2 separate regions of the Mus musculus genome follow, and region 1 is linked to region 2. A link is a contact called in public promoter capture Hi-C data. All regions are on one chromosome and are shown on one strand. The core of a region is the stretch at or near the end of the contact, and the rest is flanking DNA. Distances in the headings are between cores, read along the strand shown. Region 1 holds the start of Senp6 (SUMO/sentrin specific peptidase 6). Region 2 holds the start of Myo5a (myosin VA).

Evidence for each region. Promoter capture Hi-C pulls out the DNA fragments that hold promoters and counts their contacts.
Region 1: a promoter capture Hi-C map of erythroid cells shows a contact between it and region 2, with 16 times the contacts expected there. The contact joins the promoter of Senp6 here to the promoter of Myo5a in region 2.

What each region holds. Positions count from the first base shown.
Region 1 is chr9:80,065,587-80,068,337 of GRCm38.p6, reverse strand. It overlaps Senp6 (SUMO/sentrin specific peptidase 6), which reads right to left and starts at 1,435. Exons shown (of 24, transcript NM_001311110.1): 1 at 766-1,435. The coding sequence starts at 814.
Region 2 is chr9:75,069,940-75,072,639 of GRCm38.p6, reverse strand. Myo5a (myosin VA) reads right to left here and starts at 1,434. Exons shown (of 41, transcript NM_010864.2): 1 at 981-1,434. The coding sequence starts at 1,007.

The DNA of each region.
Region 1 (2,751 bases), core at 186-2,685, 5.0 Mb before region 2:
GGCAAAAACCAGTATCGTTATCCATTTACCACCACACCAAACCAAAATAGACCTTTTAAGCCGGCTTGGTCCACCAACTGAAATAGTTAACTCTGCTTCACAAGCGACTAAAAATGGGAACACACCCTAACTCTTTTACCTTCCCCGGCTGTCTCCAAACCGACACTTGGAAGCTCATTCTCTCTCTTTTTTTTTTTTTCCACCTCCCATACCTGCTTTACAAAGTATAAACAACCAAACACATCTCACCGGAGTTCGGGGCACCGCCGGGTCTAACCTGCACCCCGAGGGCAGCGGCTAGCCTGGGAGCTTTTAACCACAGGGCAGTGTTAACCACCACCTCTCCCCCTGCCTCCTTGGATCGGCCAGTTTCAACCAAGCTTAGGTCTGAAACTTTCCACGAACGCTTAAGAAAGACGCGGACGAAGTCTGCTCCTCACCCACTAGGCACCCATCGAGAATATGGAGGTGGGAGCGAGCCCAAGCCTTCGGCGCGCCCCTCGCAGGCCGCCCTGGGCCTCGGCTCGCTGCGCTACCACCGCGCCGCCTCGCGCCGGCCTGCCCGAGCCTTGGCCCGGGCGGACCCGAAGTCGGCGCGCCTGCAGCGCGTTCCCAGCGGGCCATCGGCCGTCCGGGCCCCCGTGGCCCCCGCGGCCCCAAGCCCACCCGGAGCAGAGAGCTGAGTATCACGGCCCGGGGGTGGGAGACACCCCGGTGTCGGCGAATTTCGCCCCCGACTCTCCCCCGAGGGAGACCCGAGCGTACCTTTCAGGAAAAGAGCCCCAGCGCTGCCACCGCTCTTGCCCGCCGCCATCTTCCTCCTTCCACGCCGCCTCCTTCTTACTCCATGGCCGACACCGGCGCGGTGCTGGCGGGGAATGGGGGCCGCGCGTCGGGAGGGTAGCAGCCGCAGGGTGGCGGGCCTCGGGCTCGACCTCCGCGAGGGGCGCTCCCCGCCGGCCGGGCCCCCCACACAAAAGCGGGCCTGACGGGAGGCGGCGAGGCCCACGGCCTGGGCTGCTTCTCCTCAGGCGCCTACCGGGGACCGTGAGCGGCGGCGGCGGCGCTTCCCGGGCCCGGCTCCCCTCGGCACACGACTCCCCATCCACCGGGCCGCGCCGGCCTCTGAGGAGCTCCCTCCGCTCCCCTCCGCCCCGCTCCGCCGCTGGCTCCGGAGGACGGAGAACGGAGCGAACGCTCACACGCCTTCTACGTCCCGGGCCGTAAAATGGCCGCAGCGGCTTGAGCCGAGCGAGGGCTCCGCGACCGTGAGGCGCCCGCGACCCCTCGCTGCTCCAGCAGTGGCCGCCGCCGCCCGCCCACCCCGCCCAGGCGTCAGAGCATCAGCCCAGGCCTCGGCGACTGTCCATGTGGACGGGGGTGGGTCTCCGCCACCGCCGCGCGTCGGTCGCCACAGCAGCCCCGCCGCCGCTCCTCCCCCACCGGCCTCCGGGCCCGCCCCGCCGCCGCCGCCGCCCCAGAGCCTCTCTCTCCCTTCGGGTCCCTGCTCGCCCCCCTCCGGGCTCGGCCGAACCCGAGCCGGGGGCTGTCGTCCTGCCGGCCTGGGGTGGCCTTGTCTGGCCGGCCTTGGCGAGGGACGAACAAAAACCCCTTCCTCGGAAGGCCCCCATGGCAGAGCCGGCCTGCGAGCGCTTGCCAGCCTGCCGGCCAGGTATTCTATTTGGTCGAGTCGCACCACAAATTCTAAAGAAACGCTCCAAGTTCTTGTCTGACCCTGAATTTAAAACGTGCCATGGGAAGGAAAAAAAAAAAAAATGAAGCCAGGTAATTGGAAAATAAAATTGTGTTCACATCCATCTTCCAAACAATGCATATATGATATGATTGAGCCAGTACACTTTGTGTGTGTGTGTGTGTGTGTGTGTGTGTGTGTGTGTGTGTGAGAGAGAGGGGGGGGGGGGAGAGAACACAGTAGACTATGATACAATTTGAGGGGCTTTTTTTTTTCTTCTTTTTTCTTACAAACCCCATGTAGTGGTGTAGGTTTTTCCCAGTCCATAAAGGGATAGAGACAGGTGGATCTCTCTGTCAGATGGAGGCCAGCCTGGTCTACAAAGGAAGAGCCTGTCTTCAAAAACAACAACAACAACAACAAATCCATGAAAAATGCAGAAAATGAAAAAAAAAAGTTACAGAAATTCAAGCCCCTTAGCTGTGTGGTCAGCTAATAAACATTTTTTTCTTTCCTTTCCTTCCTTCCTTCCTTTCTTTCTTTCTTTCTTTCTTTCTTTTTTTTTCTGGTTTTTTCAAGACAGGGTTCCTCTGTGTAGCCCTGGCTGTCCTGGAACTCAGAAACCCGCCTGCCTCTGCCTCCCAAATTCTGGGATTAAAGGTGAGCTAGCGCTACCACTGCCCGGCTACATTTTTTCTTTAAAAAAAAAAAAAAAAGTGGGTGGGGTTGGGGGGAGGGTGTTTTGCCTGCATTTAGGGTGGGAAAGCTGCTTCTTGTAGTTACTTCAGAGGCCGGAAGAGGGTACCCAGGCTAACCAAACTGCTGAATCCATTTCTCCAGCCCTTTGAGTGAAAAAGTGAAACATAAAAAACAAAAGATTCTAGGCCTTTAGGCCCAGGCTTGAGAATGTGACCTTTGTGACTCAATGCTCCATGGTATGCTAATCATAAAACAAATAGCGGCATTCCTCCAGCAACCTGCTTCCTGGGTTCAGGGCATGTTTGTTCAAAGAAAGTCACCCTGACCCACCCTGACCATTGCTGGAACCCTCTATGCAA
Region 2 (2,700 bases), core at 185-2,684:
TGGGTGGAAAGGTACAGATTTCTTTCCTCAAGGCTGCAATTTGGGCTCTGGGCTTATTGATGTCACGTGTGCAAGAGATGATTCCAAACTGCTAAAAGAAGAGTCCAGAAAGCTGGGGCTATCTATATATAGCTCAGTTGTAAAGGGTTTACCTAGTATGCATGAGGCCCTTACATTCAATCTCCGTGCCTGAGAGGGAGACAAAGGCAGAGACAGAGAGAGACGGGAAGAAAGAGATTCTGGTAAAAATGTAAAAACATGAACTTGAAAAGTTAAGGCAATTCTGTTGAGTGGAATTAGAGGTAATTTTAATAATCATTAGCTGGCAAAACATCCATTGAAACCGTAACATAAGATACCATGAATGCATACACCACACACTGCCCAACACAGATTTTCTAAACAGTCTCTCCAAAATACGCCATTCAGAGATTACCAGACCCTGAGAATATGGGCGTCGGTTTAAGATTGAAAAGGCTGCCACTTCCCCTAAATGAAGACCAAAAGGGAAAGGCTCGCCGGAAAGGAGGGTGAGGACACAGAGCTAACGAGGCTCTCGGGGATAACGCGCAGGTTGCAAACTCCCAGGCACCAAGAAGCCTAAGAATAAGCTCGCCATCTCCGGGCTGCATCTTCCCACAGGCTCCGCACCCCAGGGCAAATGGCAAGAACCCGGCAGCTAAAGGTGAAAGCGGACTGGCCATAACTGCAGAATCCGAAATAATCTCCCCGAGAGGCTGCTGCCTGGCGCATACCGGCACAGGACGTTATTTTAAGCACGAGTCCCGGGAGAGCGGCCCGAGCATCTGCCCAAGAGCATCCCATCCGAAATGGGCTCGGGAGGCAGAGCAGGGAGGTACAGCCGGGCAAGGAGGTACAGCCGGGCAGTGGGGTGCAGTCCGGTGGAACCTGCCGGTCCTACAGCCACGGTCCCGGCCGCGCGACCCCTCCCCAGGACAAGGCTCTGCGGCGCGCGTTACCTTGGTGTAGAGCTCGGACGCGGCCATGGCGGGCCCAGCGCCGACGCCCCCCGCCTAGGCGGAGGCCGCAGCTCGCGTGGCGGCCGCCCGCGCGGGTGAAACGGTGGCGGGCGGGGAGCAGGGGAAGGGCCGGGCCGGGCAGGGCGGGCCAAGCTGGCGGGCGGGCCCGGGCGGGCCGGGGCGGGGCGCGTCAGGCGCTAGCGGCGGGCGGGAGCCTGACAGTCATCACCTCCAGGGCTCGGCGGCCGCGTGAGCCCGAGGCGCGTGCTCGGGGGACTCGGGTACCAGCCTCCGCGGCCGTCGCCGCCTCAGTCTCCCCAAGCCGCCTGGTCCACACACACAGCCCTTGCGGTCTCTTCAGTCGCCTCGCGTCCTCAGCGCCCCCTCGCTCCCTCAGTTTCCTCAGCCGCTTCGCCTCCTTAGAGGCCTGGTCTCTGTAGCCTCCTCTGTCTCCTCCGCGGCGCGCGATGCCGCCGCCGCCGCCGCCGCCGCCCTGTGCATTGTGGGAGCGGGAGGAGGCTGCGCTCGAGCGCTGCCACCGCGATCCCTCCCGGCTCTTTCGGGCTCACGCTGCCTCCCATCGGCGGCGGGCACCGAGCATCCTCGGCCCATGCGGCTGGCATCCCAAACCTGCTTTGGCGGAGTGGCCCCCCACAGTGTGCGCGAAGGTGGGGCAGTGAGGGAGCGCGTCCCGCTCGAGGTAGCGACGGTTAGAGTGCCCGCGTAGACCCGGCAGCCTCAAGGCTGCTCCTCCTGGCCCTGCTGTTTGTAGGGAGAGGACTTGAGGTAGGGGAGGGTTCGGGAAAGGCCTTTCTGAGAACCTGCAACTCCAGAAGAGACTTGCTCACGGCAGGGCGGGAAGCTGCACCACCCGGAATTTGAAGGATGCTCAAGGTCACTCTGCATTTGGGTTTGCACCCTTGGTGATGCAAGGACATAGGGTGGCCTCTAACACACAGAAACTCCAATGAACCTGAAAACAAGATGGCACTGGGAAATGGCCCATCTTAGACTTGGGCGTTTACATAGGTTCGCCACCATTCAGAATGAGACCTTTGTTCTGCTGATCGTGACAGCACTACCTGATGCTGATCCTGGAGTCACCTGAAAACGGCAACCTACTGAGAGAAACTCAAGTGTTTGCAGTCTTGACGCAGTCTATTCCGTGCCCTTACACGGACACAGGAATGTGGTCTTTTTCATCCCAACATGTTCTCTCCAGCCACACTTTCGTGCTCACTTGGAATACTCTTTAAAATTTTTAGCCTTTTAAAATGTGTCCATCTTCCTTCTTTAAACCTTAAGTTGTGGCCAGTGCCTATCATGGGAATCCAGTTTTATTGTTTGGCTTGTTGGGTTTTGAGACAGGTCTCACTAAGCAGCCCGGGTTTTCTTCAAACTCGCCATCCTCCTGCCTCTGCCTTGTGAATGGTGAAATTTTAGAGACATGGTTCTGAGACCAGTACAATGGCAGTCAAAGCACAAGCCTGACTCCCTAGTTATGTCTGAACATGAGGTGGGTATTTGAAGGAAGACTGTTCACCACTTTGATGTTTCTGGATTCCATCCTTTCTTTGTCTGCCTGTGAAAGGAGACAAAATGTACTTTGAGCCAGCAGAGCATCCAAAGCAATGAGTTGAGCTCCTGTCTCTTACACTTCCTTCATGCCTGTAGAAGGTGCCTGTTTCCTTACCCTCTAGATATTAGCTACCGGTCAGGA